3 separate regions of the Mus musculus genome follow, and regions 1 and 3 are each linked to region 2. A link is a contact called in public HiChIP or PLAC-seq data. All regions are on one chromosome and are shown on one strand. The core of a region is the stretch at or near the end of the contact, and the rest is flanking DNA. Distances in the headings are between cores, read along the strand shown. Region 1 holds the start of Mipepos (a long non-coding RNA gene). Region 2 overlaps Sacs (sacsin). Region 3 overlaps Spata13 (spermatogenesis associated 13).

Region 1 (4,450 bases), core at 823-3,322, 370 kb after region 2:
AATCCTGGCGCCCTGAGAAAGCTGATGCTTAATATAACGCAGGCCAAAGTGTGCCATGTACTTTACACAGATTCTCTCAGCTAAATCACACAGTTCTAGAACCGGGAGTACATTCCCCTTTTACGGATATGGAAATACGCTTTAAAATTCTTTTTGTTTCCTGTGACTGAGTCTGGAACTTCAGATCTTCTCATCTATGCATCCCAAGTCCTAAAAGCCAGGCATATGGACATACAGGCACCTATACACACAAACAAACAAAAACATAATTAAAAACAACTTGGGAAGAAGGGCTGGAGAGATGGCCCAGTGGTTACTGCTCTTGCAGAGGACCGGGGTTCTATTCCCAGCATCTTATATGGTAGTTTACCACCTGTTTACAACTTCAGTTGCAGGGGATAGAACACCCTCTTTTCGCCTGCACGGACACTGCGCATGTGGTGAATTTACATATATTTGGGCAAAACACATAAAATAAAAAAATAAAAAAAGCTTGAAAGTCAAATGTTTGTGGCATGCAACTATAATCCCAGCAGTCCTCCTACATCAAGATAGAAACAAGAAAACAGCCCAGAAGCTCAAGAACCAAATAGGAGCAGGAACGATAACCTGAGTATTCAGTCCAATAGCAAAACCAAGAGAGACTCCACCTCCAAAAGGTTGAAGGTTACAGATCCGGAAAGGCTGTCCTCTGGCCTGCGCCTTCCAGACCTGCATGCATTCACACACACACACACACACACACACACACACACTAAACAATGGTTTAAAATACAGGTGAAATCAGTTCTATTTCATCCACCCAAAACCAAGCTTATCTTTCTGCTAAAAGGCACTTCCAACACCAACTCCACTAATACCAGCATCATCGACCTTTATGGGTTTTGGAGGAAAATTTATATAATAAGAAAGAACTTTCAAATAGACAAAGTTAAACACAGAGATATGCCATGAAGTACAATGAAGCTATATCCCAGACTTGTCTTTAGAAAGCTGCCCAACAGTGAAAAGATAAAAAAATAAAAAAACACTTTTAGAACCCACCTGGGGGTTCATATATCAGATGTTTATAATTCATAACAGTAGCACAATTAGTTGTGAAATAGCAACAAAATAATCTTATGGTTTGAGGTCACCGCATCGGGAGGAACTGTATTAAAGAGTCACAGCATTAGAAGGGTTGAAAAATCATTGTTTTAGGACAAAAATCTTTCCTCAGTCTTCCTGCCTTTTCCTCATTCATTATCAAGTGTCCAACACCACCAAGGGCAGAGTAGAAATAGCCAAGCAATTCTGATGACTTCGTAGGCTATGCAATAAACTACAAAGCACGACAGGAAATCTGATTTTTCTCAGTAGGGTTCTGTAGGTGCTTTCTGTTTTACCGCCGGTTCTTAAGCAACTCAGGCTAGTCTCAAAGTCAGTTCGGAGCCCAAAGGACTGTCTTTTGTACCCTCTTGCCTCTACCTATCAAGACTGTCTTACAAGAGCCACTATGCCTAGTTTAACAGGTTGTTTCAGAGCAGCCTGAAGTGGACAATTAAGGTGTGATGGAGTTTTCAAAGCAAGAGTGTCGTTACAAAGCCAAGGGCAAATGTGAACTCTGAAGCCAGAAGGAAAAGAATGGAGCTTGAGTAGAGGAAAGGCTGAGTTGCCGCTGGGTCAGCCGCTCCGGGGTGCGCTTATCCCGGCACAGTCCCTTTTCAGCCAGACGCGGAGCCCGCGCTGCCCAGACCCACGGCACGCTCACCCGGCGCTCCCCCAACAGGTTCCATAGGTGGCTCTGGGGCTTGACGTTGAAGGCGGCGCCCACCGGGGACCAGCTAGTACTGACGTCCCGGGCGCAGCTCCGGCCTGTGCGTCCCTGCAGAGCCGCCGCGGCTCCCCGGCCGCACAGCCGGCGGGCGTACCGTGCCCCGGCCGCCAGCAGCATCCTCCGGACCCCGGCTCTGCCAGGCTCGGGAAGCGCGCGCCCCGCGTTTCCAAGGCAGCAGCCCACGCCGCGGAACTCGCAGGGCAGACCCGGACTTGAGCACGCTAACAATCGTTAGGAAGAGCGTCGCCCTCCACGCCTTCTGAGCAGCTCCAGTTTCGTAGCGCCCTCGTGTGTCTGGAGGAAGAAACGTCCTGGATTTGAGTTTGACAGTGGTACTAGGGCACAGGGAGAAGGAAGTCGGGTCAGGCATTGGAACTTTTTACAGGTGCCAGGAATGAATGTGAGAACTCAAGATGCTTTCTTGATGCTTTCTTGATTCTCAGAGGAGACTCAATGGCGGCGCGTGAAAGGATCCAGAAGAAACCACAAGCAGTCGAAATCCAAGGCACCTGTCTTCTCCAAAAGTTGTTGAAGTCACTTCCATGTCTGCATGCCCACCAGCTATGGTTGTGTATAGCCATGTGAATTAACTATTGGAGAATTATCATCTATTTTGACTTTGGAAACTATTGATACGGTCTAAGGGTTTTGGAATGATATAGTCTAGGAGTCTTGGTCAGGTTTGTTGTTTCTGCCAGCCGAAGAATTAAAAGGCAGGAAAAATCTGAAGACCAGCATGGAGCAGCAGAGAAATCTTAAGCATCGTGGACAGAATTAGGAGTAGAAGGAAGGTGAGTGAGGTGTGTGTTTCCTGCAACAGGCACACAGAAAAAGACTCTCTGCAAAGGGGACTCAGAAAGCTGGAGAGAGAGAAAAAGAGGGAGAGAGAGAGAGAGAGACTCCTCTCAGGGGCTGGGTTTATTATTATTATTATTATTATTATTATTATTATTATTATTTTAAGCCTCTGCAGAGCCTTCTGCTCCTAATTTAGGGCTGGAGAGTTTGAAGAAATCTAGGGTGGTTGGTTGGCCCAGAACTGTTGTGTGACATGTCCTGACCCAGTCTTGACTTCATTGAGCAGGTCCATCAGCAATGGGGTCTGGTGGTGGGAGAGGAAAACGGTAGGTTGAGGAAGAAGCTGGGCATCTTGGAGATTCACCACCATCATCACCTAGCCATGGTCCCCCCCCCCCTTTCTCTCTGCCTGCCCACCAGGGAGTCGATCTAACTCCCAGTGTCTCATCACGATAGTCTAAAATCTAAATCAGTACAGACAGGACTAATGTGAAATGTCCTACTGCGAAAATGAAAGGAAGGCAGAGGCTGGGAGGGAGGGCATTGGGAAATTGTGGTCGAGTGCCCGGGAAAGTAGAAATGACAGTGCAGACTTGGGAAAGCTTGGGGAAGTCTTTCTACACCCCTAGCCTTCTCCAGAGGAAGGACAGCCACACCACCGTGGTTCAGGGTGTAGGGTCCTGCCGGAAGCAGAGCTTTCTTTTGAAGGTGCAGTCATCTCTCCTGCAGAAGGTGACGTGAGGGGTGGCAGTCATATCTGCTTTATAGACCTTGGTAGGGGAGAAATGAACATTTTGAAGGTTTTGTGTGTGTTTGACTGGTTTGCAGACAGGCTCTCACTCCGTGTTCCAGGCTGTAACTCACCATGTATCCCAGTCTGAGCTCAAACTGGCAGTCTTGCCTCAGCATCCTCCTGGGTGCTGGGATTCCAGGCAGGAGCCACCATGCCTAGAAGGAAGGGTTTCATTATGAGAAATTCGATTTTTCCTTGAGAGATTGTTCTGGGTAGAAGGGGGGGGGCAGTAGACAGAAAAGGGACTGTGGTATCCCAGCCTTTGGGAGGTGGGGTTGAGAGGACACAGAGAGAGAGGCGGGGGGGGGGGGGGGGGGGGAGGGAGGGAAAAAAAAAAAAAGGCGGGGGAGGGAAAAAGGCGGGGGAGGGAGGGAAAAAGGTGGGGGAGGGAGGGAGAGAGGCGGGGGAGGGAGGGAGAGAGGCGGGGGAGGGAGGGAGAGAGGCGGGGGAGGGAGGGAGAGAGGCGGGGGAGGGAGGGAGAGAGGCGGGGGAGGGAGGGAGAGAGGACACAGGAGTAGCTTAGAGTGGTGATAGCATGAGTTCCCCTCACAGTGGGGTGGATGGAAGCAGAGAGAGTTCAGTGCTGGTACTTAGTTTAGCACTTCCTGTGTTCCTTTCTCTCCAGTCTGGACCCCAGCCCCTGGAACAGTACCACTCTCTTTCAGGACAGGTCCATCTCTCTTTAACTGAACCTTTCTGGAAAAGCTCTCACAGTAATGACCAGAGGGGTGTCTCAAAGGCGCTTCTAATATTGGCCATGTTGACAGTGAAGATTAGCTAGCCATCACAGCCAGGGTTTGGAAACCACCTGTAAAAGCATGTTCATTCCAGTGAGCATCTGAGTTTCGGATACGTGTGGACAATTCACCATCACTGCCAGGTACCCAGGTGGGCCGGAAGAAAATCTGCCTGAAACACTCCCTAAGAGTCCCGCAGTGAGATCGCATAAGGAAGTACAGCGTTGTGGCAAGACTGACCATTTCAAATACTGGGGTTTTCCCTGCTGGGTTTCAGACTGGCTTGAAACTCCTGGGCCCTTTTTG
Region 2 (4,801 bases), core at 982-3,481:
ATTGTCAGGAAACACCTGGGACTTGCTTTAAAAATGCCTAGTAAAAGCTCCCTCTTCCGAGCCAGGGAAGAGAGGAAGGAAGGATGTTAAGAGCAATGGAGGAGCTAGAGAAAGTACCCAAGGAGCTAAAGGGATCTGCAACCCTATAGGTGGAACAACAATATGAACTAACCAGTACCCCCCGGAGCTCGTGTCTCTAGCTGCATATGTACCAGAAGATGGCCTAGTCGGCCATCAGTGGAAAGAGAGGCCCATTGGTCTTGCAAACTTTATATGCCTCAGTACAGGGGAACGCCAGGGCCAAGAAGTGGGAGTGGGTGGGTAGGGGAATGGGGGATATGGGGCACTTTTGGGATAGCATTGGAAATGTAAATGAAGAAAATACCTAATTAAAAATTAAAAATAAAAAAAAAATAAAAGAAAGTATTTAATTGGAAAAAAAAGAGCTGGAGGAGGGGAAGGAGTGAACGGGTGGAGTGCAGTGGTCATGACATCATGGCTTCACTCAGGAACTCACTGTGACTACCTGCACAAGGTCAGACCAACAAAGTCATATTCCAAAAGGAAGCACTAACTGAGCCTGGGGTGGTGGCCCAGGCCTTTAATCCCACCACTCAGGAGGAAAGGACAGTCAGAGCTCTATTTCTAGCTACCACGATCTATTTGAGTTCCAAGCCAGCCAAGGCTGCACAGTGAGGTACTGTGTCAAAAAACAAAAACAAAAACAAAGGAAAGCAAAAGAAAGAAAAATAGAAGTACTTACTGGACTCAGTGGGTTTCCAAAAACTGTAAAGGAGGACAGGAAGGTGAGGAGAGGACATGCTGGGGTAGGATTGTCCAGGGGGAAGGAGAGGGAGAGCTGGGAGTGACTATGACCAAGATACATTGTATACATTGCATACATCATATACATTGTATACATTGCACACATCATACACACTGTATACATGTGTGAAACTATCAAAGCAAAGTTTAACTAGATGATTCTCTGAGTGATGATTCTTCTAGTGATCCTGGTCAATAGGCTGAAGAAAGGACAGTTGCTGTCTTTCTGAGTTTAGAAAGCAGCACCCTGGAGAGTTGGTAGGCACCAGGAAAGCTTGCCCCAAATGTGTGAGCAAGGAAGAGGTAACTGTCCACTCAACATCCAAGGGAGAAGGCAAAACAAATTCACTGTGCTACTTCTCTGGTCATGATGACAGAATACTTGACAGAAACTACTGAAGGGAGGGTATGTTCTGGTTCATGGTTTCTGACAGGCAAGGCTGGAGTGTGTGGTAGCTGCTCACATGGCACCAAACCAAGAAGCAGGAAACTCGGGAAGTGGGAACCATCAACAGATAAAGCTTTCAGTGCCTAACTGTAGCACCCCACTTCTTGCTGGGCCACCCACCCCAGAGGTTCCATACCTTCCCTGAACAGCTCCACCAGCTGAGGCCAGGTACGCAAACACATGAGGTAATGGTGTCTGCTGTGCATTTACACTGCAACTCACTGTTCTGACAAGGATCCATGAGGCAGGTGGACAGACACTCAACTGGAATCACGGGTCCAGCTCAACAGAATTGTCAGGATGGTTTTTCTCACAATGAGGAAAGTCACTGATCCATGTCTTCAGCATGACAAATGGCAAAGCTGAGACTGAAAGCAAGCAGGGCCAGGTTGACTTACACCATTCCACAATGTTCTGTTTCCCCTTACAGAGGTGGAAGGGTACTTACAGGGAGTTTGTTTTGCACTGTTTAGATGTGGCTGTTTCTAAGGCAAAGAGGAGACATGGGGACAGGGCAGGTCCCACATTCCTCTTGCCTGGCCACATTCAGAGCAATGGCTCTGAGCCTGGGACAATACAAGGTGAAGCCATAGTGCCCAGGCAATAAGGGACAGAGTCTTAGAAAGACAAATGTCATATGTGTTCTCTCACCTGAAGAATGTAGATTTAAGAATTATACATATGGAAACAGAAAAGGACCAGAGAGGGAGAGGGACAAGAAAAGATATGACAGAAGTAGCTATGATGAGCTTTCATGTAAAATGCCACAATGAAACATTATTTTCTATAATAAATCTATTTATAGTAATAAAGTTATTTGATTAAAAATAGAGGGCAAGTCTGACTTCACACAGTGCTACTACAAGGGCCCTTTCTGCCACCCCCACCCACACACTACAAGTAGCTTTGGGTTCAAGGGTTCCCCTGGGAACACAGGGATGACATCTTGCCCAGAACACCAGCTGCAGAGGCATGGCACAGACTCCAGGGCCAAGGAACTCAAGTGGAAAGAACATGAACAAACTTATCCCTGAGCCCTTGTGTGTTATCCCTGCCCCAAGCGTGCCCAGAAATAGCTGGGGGGGGGGGGGGTTGAAGCAGATGGCAGAGGAAGAGAGTTGGGGTCCTGTCACACAAAAGAAGGTTTAGAGCCAGAAAAAACATGTGGTGCACACTAATTGCCCTTACTTTTACTCATGAGCTTCTGAGACCTAGGAGGCGTGGAATAATCTCAAAGCCACTGACCCAGCCTTGCCCCCAGCACTGGGCACTGCTACTTGAACATGGCTTGAAGCCTGAATGACCTCTATGCCTGTCCTTCATCGGGCATGCTGGCTTGGCATGTTGTCTTGGCCCTCACCCGCCCACCTGCTTCTCCCTGTCTGTACCTGATTCTCGGACTGCAGATCTGCCTGCCATCCTGAAGACTCTGCCCTTCCATCTGCAGATTTGTTTCTTCCATTTTGGGAGCATACACGCATGTATTTGGTTTTAGTATCTGGTTTCTGGCACAGAGCACCTAAAACCCTTGAATCTTGCTGAGTAATAGGAGAGTGTATTTAGTTATTCATAGGGCTCCTTTGGACCTTGAGTGTAAGTGCAGAGGCAACTCTCAGCGACCTCAAGATGGGGGCTAGTGGCCAGAGGAACAGGTGATGCATTTAAGCCCCCCTCTCCTCCCCATCCATAAGAAATCCCAAAGAGAAAAAATGAGATGGAGATTGAATTCGATCACCAATGGCCAATGACTATGTTATTTCAATGTAATGGAAGTTTAATACAAACTCCAAGGCGATGGAGCTGAGGGAGCTTGTAATTAGTGAATGTATCAAGGTGCTGGAAGGGGGATGCTCGGAGAGGGGCAGGGAAGACTCAGGCCACCACCCTCACCACACTATAGCCTCTGTGATTGTTTCAGTTTAGTGTTCCTGAAATAAATGGAACATATAGAATCCTTATAATAGTAAGAGAAAATCTTAGGAAGAGCACTTTCCTCAAGGCTAAGTTGTTTCAACAGATTATGAAACCCAGGTTTAGGGACCATCTTAGGCATTCTCTGATTTTCAGTTGGTTAGGCAGACGTGTAGGTGGTCTGAGCATCCCATCCATTGATAGCTGACATCTCAGGTAGGTACAGTCTCATTTGGGCTAGGGCTTTAATGTTCAGGGTTTGGGCTAACTCTAAAATTGAAATGTGGGCCACCCAATGGATATGCAAAATTACTATGGTTTCTGGAAAAACGACTATAACTTTTACAATAACCCGGTGCTAACATTCTTTTGTGATGTAGTCAGCATTCTGATGCAGCCAGGAGATACAGTCTCTTTGGAGAGCCTAACAGTGGGCTGGCCCACAGCCATTAGGTCAGCATCTCCAACATCCTACCTGTTGGCCAGAGCTACCATCACTTCTAGTCTGGAGTGTTGCATCTTGTGATTGGCTTCCCAACATCTACCTCTGCCCCTCAACAGATCGGCTACAGGGACACTTTGAGAATGGTTCCCTTCTCTATTTCAGGGACCCAGGGCCTGGTCACTGGAACATTCTTCTTCACACAGGTTATGATTGAATCTCCCCTTGCCTTCAATGCCTGCTCAGCTGTCACCTCCACTGATGACCAGTGTGTCCTTGTCCTGACCATGCTATTTAAAACTGTGGCTCTTGGTCCCACTGAGCTGCAGCAGGTGTCTCCGTTTCCCTGCCTTGCTTTTGTCCTATCACACCATACACTGCTAATATGTACGATTCATAAAAGCGGGTGCCTATATCAGTTGTATTCCTGGGTCTAATCCAGAGCCTTGGTGCATAACAGATCCTTAATCTGTGAATATGTGGTTCTGAGGACAAAGCTGTTTAGAGAATTCACAGCACTCAGAGGTCCTGGGATCAGTGTAAGTGTCACTCAAAGAAAGACAGGATAGGAGGCTGGGAATACCTCCGTGTGAGTCTGAAGAGGGGCTCTTCTTGGCCAAATCCAGTAGGGTTTTTTTTTCCAACTACAGAGAGACCCTTATTAAACAGGCCCCATCAGTAGGCTCTTTGTCTTGTCTAAGGTCAGTCATGGTCAGAACTGTTTAGTTAGTTCAGGAAGAATCCCCTGGTCTAGATACTCATCACTCTGCTTCCTGCCTCAGGAATCCTGTGTAGCGTGTTTAACAAGAATCCCTTCATGGTTTTCCATCGATCCCTCCCACTGCCCATTGGCTGGGACACAGCTGCTGTAATGCCTTAGAAGTTGAGCTTACATTCCATCCCCATTTTCAAAGTCTTGGTACCTGTCACTACAGTCCTAGTCTTCCTCACTGTTGTAACAAGGGTCAGAAATAATACACTCTTTAACAATCATGGTACCATGCCTTGTACAAGATCAAGTTCATCACTGGGCTCTCAGAGTCCTCACTCGGGACCCCAGATGCACACTTTTGAAGCCTTCAGCCATCTTTTCTGACTGACTGATCAGCAGTCAATGGGAGATTGCCCTCCTGAGCCATTGCTCCCACGACACCCGCTGGAAGTAGAATGAGAGG
Region 3 (4,935 bases), core at 2,302-4,801, 450 kb after region 2:
ACACAGATTATTCATGCCCCTCTCTGGCCTCACCAGAGGCTCCCAGACAGCCATGGCATCTCCTAGATGCCACCTAGAACTTCCCAGTGACTGGGTCACATCTAACACCACCTCAATGTAACTCAATTGCCTAGGAAACCCGGGGACACACCCTGGTGCTGCCATGATACCCTGCAGGGGCACATGCTGTGAACCTGTGACTCATGTCACCGAGGGATGCTAAGCCACAGCTGGAAACCATGGGTAAACACAGAAGCAGCTACTCTCTTACTCCACAGCGCACTTGCAAAACATTTTCCTCCCAGAAGCACTGCTCTGGCAAAACGGAATTTCATCTCCAAAAGAAGTCCTTCCATGGCACATCCCAGTTCTAGCCACAGAGTCAGACAAAGCCGGAGCTAGTCATTTCGAGTTCCTCTTGCGTCAGGGAAATGAACACCCGTGGGAACTGTGGGTGGCCTTTGTGGTCACTAACACTGAGGATACTCGGTAGGACTCATAGAGCAGCCTCATATCCATCTTCTCTTTGTTTGCCTTACTCCAAGCTACTATACGTGCTTTGTTCCTTCGTTCTCTCTGATTTTAATCTTTTTTATTCATCTTTAGGATTTTCAGGCGAACCTGGAAATCACAGTGAGGCCCAAGCTAATTTGGCTAACTTGGCCTCCTGAGATTACAGACATTGCACCACCACATACATAGGCCATTCTCCCTTCCAAAGCACAAATCAGGAGCCACCGCCCTAGACATCCTATGACATATCTGTGCCCTCAGACGCTCAACACACACACACACACACACACACACACACACACACACACAAAGAGGTTTTGCTTTTCTTTTGTTTTTCAAGACAGGATTTCTCTGTGTTGTCCTGGCTGTCCTGGAACTTGCTCTGTACACCAGGGTGTCCCCAAGCTCCGATCCACCTGCCTCTGCCTTCCTAGGGCTGGGATTAAAGGGGTGTTCTACCACATCCAGCTCTGTCTTGTTTTTAATTGGAGCACAAACTTGAACCCACCATTTTCCAATTGGCAATGGGTCCACATCGTACTCAGAAGCCCTGGTCCTCAGGAATGAGTTGCCTTCCATTTAGCTACTACCCCTGACCACAGTGCCCTCTTCTGTCCATGTCTCCTGAGCACAGTCACTCTGATCTCCTTGCTAACCTTGGTGGAACATCTGCTGCTGCTCCAGGGGACCTCACTCACTCTTCCTCATCACCCAGGTTCTGGTGACTACTCAGGGTCACTCCTGCCCCTTCCTGTCCTCCCCCACCCCTCCTCATTTTCTTGCGAGCACTAGTGACTTAGGGAATCCTACCAGGAAGCCATTCAAATGCTGGAGTGTACAGTACCCCTCTGTATCCGAGGGTCCTTTGGATGACAAGCTCCTCTGTGGATACTCAAGCCCCTTTACTTAAAATAGTTGCCTTAGCATATAACATATACATTCTCCTGAATACTCGCAATCATCTCTAGATGACTCACAAAACTTGTACAATGTAAACAGCATGTGCACACTTGCTCAAGTCTAGTGCGTAGGTCATGAAAAGGGTGGAGCTGGAACACGGAGCATGTGAGACCCTGGGTTCATGCTCAACGGAGAGGAGTCTGGGCATATTCATTGAAGATATAACTCTTCTCACTATTTCCAGTGGATTAACTGTGTAAATGGTATAGGTATAGCAGTGTAGGTTTGGCCATGGGCATACCCCACCTTGCTGTCTTCTCCTTCACGATGCCCCTGTCCTAGCCAACAGTTCCCTGCCAATCATTCCCCTCTCACAGAGCTTTAAGGGATGGAGGAGCTCTGTCACCTCTGGGTGTCACCTCTGGGAGCGAGGCCTACCCTTCTCCTGTACTAACACTGACGGCAGGGGGCTAAACCCCTGTCCAAATGCGGAGCCCACAAACGGACTCCCAGACCTTGACCTTGCCCCACCACCTACACCATGAACAGGCCACTGGGCTCAAGTGGCTGGAGATTCCCTCCTGGGATCCTGACTCTTGCAAGTACAACTGGAGAGTAGAGTAGGGCAGGCTAGCCTTTCCCCTTCTCCTGGTGGAACCATGCCCAACCTTCTGTGACTACCAGGAGCTATCGTATTATCCTCAATGTTTTATATGGGAGCACCCAACACCTTCCTAATTCATTCCCCCCTTTTTTTCTCCCTCTCCCTCTCTCCCTCTATGGTTTTTCTAGATGAGGCTTTTCTGTATAGCCCCGGCTGTTCTAGAACTAGCTCTATAGATCAGACCGGCCATAAACTCAAAGATCTGTCTAAGTGTTGGGGTTAAAGGCGTGTACCACCACGCCATCTTTTCTTTTTCCTTTCAATTCAGAGTCTCACGTAGCCCAAGTTAGCCCCACACTTGTAACTGAGGAGGACCCTGAACTTCTGGTTTTCCTGCTTCCATCTCCCAAGTACTGAGACTCCCGGCATGTTCCACTCTGCGCCGTTTTACATTAGGGTTTAAGCTCAGGGCTTTGTGAGTGCTGGGCCAGCACCCCACCAAATGAATGCACCCCAACACCCTTTTTTCTTAAACTAGTCAGTTAGTTTTACTGTTTTCAAACAAAGAACCCTAAGAGGTTTGTCTCTGTTTTTCTTTATAAATTAAAAAAAAAAAGTCACATAGACCATGAAACAGGCTTCTTGGCTGTATGTGAAGGCTGAGGAGAGACCCCCTCTGTTCCTCATAACCTAGTGTTTTCCATGCCTTTCTGATCCTTGTTGGTATCTGAGCACATGCAGGCATGATAGACATCGGGACAATTCGCTAAAGCACTTTTGATTGACCTGAACCCCCAAATGATGGTGGCATCCCTGCTCCAGACCCCTAATTGTGACCTAGATGGAAACACGGTCTTTGCAGGTGGCGAGTTAGGATGAGGGCCTTGGGGTGGGGAAGGGGCCCACTTGAGACGGATGTCCTTACAAAAGAAGGCACATTTGCAACAGGGCGAATGTCACAGAGTGTGCAGGTGGAGACAGGCTGCATGGGCCAGCCAGGGAGCCCTGAGGCTGGCAGAAGCCAGGCGAGGTTCAGCTCCCCATTCCTGCATCCTCAAAAAACCAAAAAACTACCCTCCACACCAGAACCTTAGGTCTCTAGCCTGGTCATCGGTTTACCCTGGCATGGCTCTGCAGCAACTCAAGAGACATGCAGACTTGACAGGAGTTTGAAATCCTGAGTAACCCAGATAATAACTTCCACACTGCCCTGGCCACAAGATGGGAAAAGTGCAGAATCCCTTGGTGCCTCAGGCTCCCTGGTCCCAGACAAAAGATTCCAGGAAGCCCCAAGACTCACCATTGGATGTTTTCATCTGCCGTCGCCGCCCCACGCGGTCCAGCCCGATGGGAGTGCTCTGAGAGAAGGTGAAGGGCCGGAGGCGGGCAGACACAGCCTTGTAGGGTGGAACTTGGTGTGCAGGCACAGGAGGCCTGGCTGCTGGCTGTGAAAGGAAGTGAGAAGCTGTGAGAAGGTGCCAGGAAGTCTCAGCTCCTGCGAGCCACAAAACAGTTCTGTGTTCTCGCCTTGAAGCCACTGGCAGATGTGGAGTGTCTTCTTCAAACCCCCGCCAGCAGCTGTATGCTGCACCAAGCTCTGTAGCAATAGGCTGTTCTAAAGTTCCAACAGGCAGCTTCAAAGCTGGCTCTGTCACACTTCTTCCTACTTGTGAGAGACATGCCGGTGGGGAACAGGGAGAGAAAGAGAGGCCTCTGAGGGAGAGGAAGGCTGAGGCAGCAGCAGAGCTGTGAGCGACAGTTAGGAAAGCACGGTGACCATAGCAGCATCCGAGGATGCAAGGGCAGGACCACAGCACACAGGCATGGTCACAGATCTCCAGTGACAGCTTTTATTTAAAAAGAACTTATTTAGGAGGCTGGAGAGGAGGCTCAGGATTAAGAGTGCTAGCTGTTCTACCAGAGGACCTGGATTTAATTCCTAGCACCTACATGGCAGCTCACAACTATTTGTAACTCCAGTCCCAGGGGATCTGACACCCTCACACTGGCATACATGCAAGCAAAACACCAATGCTCATAAAGTTAAAATAAATAATTCACTAAAATTGTTTTTTATCTTACATAGTTTGGGTGTATGAGAGAGAGGGGGAGAGAGAGACAGAGAGACAGAGACAGACAGACATATGAGTGGGTACCTGCAGAGGCCCAAAGAGGGTGTCTGATCCCTTTGTACTGCAGTTAAAGGTGTAAGTGAGCTGCTTCATATGGGTGTTCTATAAGAGGAATAAGAACTGTCTCCCCTACTAATGAGCTGTCTCCCCTCCTGGGCTTTTTAGGGTGTATACTAGGGTCTCACTTTGTAGACCAGGCTGGCCTCAATCCCCCAAGTTCTCTGCCTCAGCATCCTGAATTCTAGAATTATAGGCACAAGCACCATGTCTGGGGCACAATACTATTTTGACGATCCGAAACAAAGTGTGTTCTAAGTATCTCTGACTATCCTTGCCTCAACTGTGCCTTGCATTTAGATACATTACAGTTTGCTTTAGTTTAGTTAGAAATATTTCCCAACAAGTGGAGCACCTGAAAACAAAAGGATCTTAAAGACCTTGTCATATCTTTAACTTCACTTTTGCTTGTGTCTTTTGCTTGTCTCTGAGGCATGGTCTCATAACCCACAATAGTCTCCCTTGGCTGAACGGACTTGAATTCCTCACCCCCCCCCCCACTTCCTTCTCACAAGAGCTGGGGTCACAGCTGTGTGCCACCACACTGGCCTTATAACTTTACTTGAAGAATTCAACTCAACTGACTTAAGCAAGGGTTTTAGAGTGTTTGCTACAAGCAGGACATTGTGCTGAGCTTGGCAGGAAAAACTTTAACACACAGCCCAAGCCCAATATAGAATTTCTCCCCCCACCCCCGCCCCAGAGAATTTTACAGGTAATTTAAGAAAG

The links. HiChIP or PLAC-seq counts read pairs in DNA pulled down with a chosen protein or histone mark.
Region 1: an H3K4me3 HiChIP or PLAC-seq map of the 230-238 cell line shows a contact between it and region 2, with 10 read pairs. The contact joins the promoter of Mipepos here to the enhancer-like site in region 2. A contact is called at or near these places in 13 of 39 promoter capture datasets (the 3T3-L1 cell line, the C10 cell line, the HPC-7 cell line and 9 more), 2 of 15 datasets of contacts at CTCF or cohesin (embryonic stem cells and large pre-B cells), 3 of 484 Hi-C or Micro-C datasets (the HL-1 cell line and embryonic stem cells), 6 of 115 datasets of contacts at active chromatin or transcription factors (the 230-238 cell line, embryonic basal ganglia, embryonic fibroblasts and 3 more) and 2 of 9 other capture datasets (adipose tissue and liver).
Region 3: an H3K4me3 HiChIP or PLAC-seq map of the 230-238 cell line shows a contact between it and region 2, with 10 read pairs. The contact joins two enhancer-like sites. A contact is called at or near these places in 3 of 39 promoter capture datasets (embryonic stem cells, hippocampal neurons and stem cell-derived epiblast-like cells) and 3 of 115 datasets of contacts at active chromatin or transcription factors (the 230-238 cell line, embryonic stem cells and large pre-B cells).

The regions. Positions count from the first base shown.
Region 1 is chr14:60,782,171-60,786,620 of GRCm38.p6, reverse strand. Mipepos (a long non-coding RNA gene) reads left to right here and starts at 2,072. Exons shown (of 3, transcript XR_001781278.2): 1 at 2,072-2,148; 2 at 2,260-2,607. Mipep (mitochondrial intermediate peptidase) reads right to left here and starts at 2,055. Exons shown (of 19, transcript NM_027436.3): 1 at 1,751-2,055. The coding sequence starts at 1,933.
Region 2 is chr14:61,152,866-61,157,666 of GRCm38.p6, reverse strand. All of the region lies in intron 2 of Sacs (sacsin), which reads right to left. Among named protein-coding and RNA genes, the nearest start is that of Sacs, 17 kb to the right of the region's middle. Within about 2 kb of position 2,231, at least 21 of the 459 cell types and tissues checked have an H3K27ac peak or open chromatin away from gene starts, as enhancers often do. A contact at or near this core is called in the 230-238 cell line, neural stem cells and pre-B cells, where this site is marked.
Region 3 is chr14:60,707,952-60,712,886 of GRCm38.p6, reverse strand. It overlaps Spata13 (spermatogenesis associated 13), which reads right to left. Exons shown (of 13, transcript NM_001033272.2): 4 at 3,318-3,462. Among named protein-coding and RNA genes, the nearest start is that of Gm41165, 26 kb to the right of the region's middle. Within about 2 kb of position 3,551, at least 90 of the 459 cell types and tissues checked have an H3K27ac peak or open chromatin away from gene starts, as enhancers often do. A contact at or near this core is called in the 230-238 cell line, where this site is marked.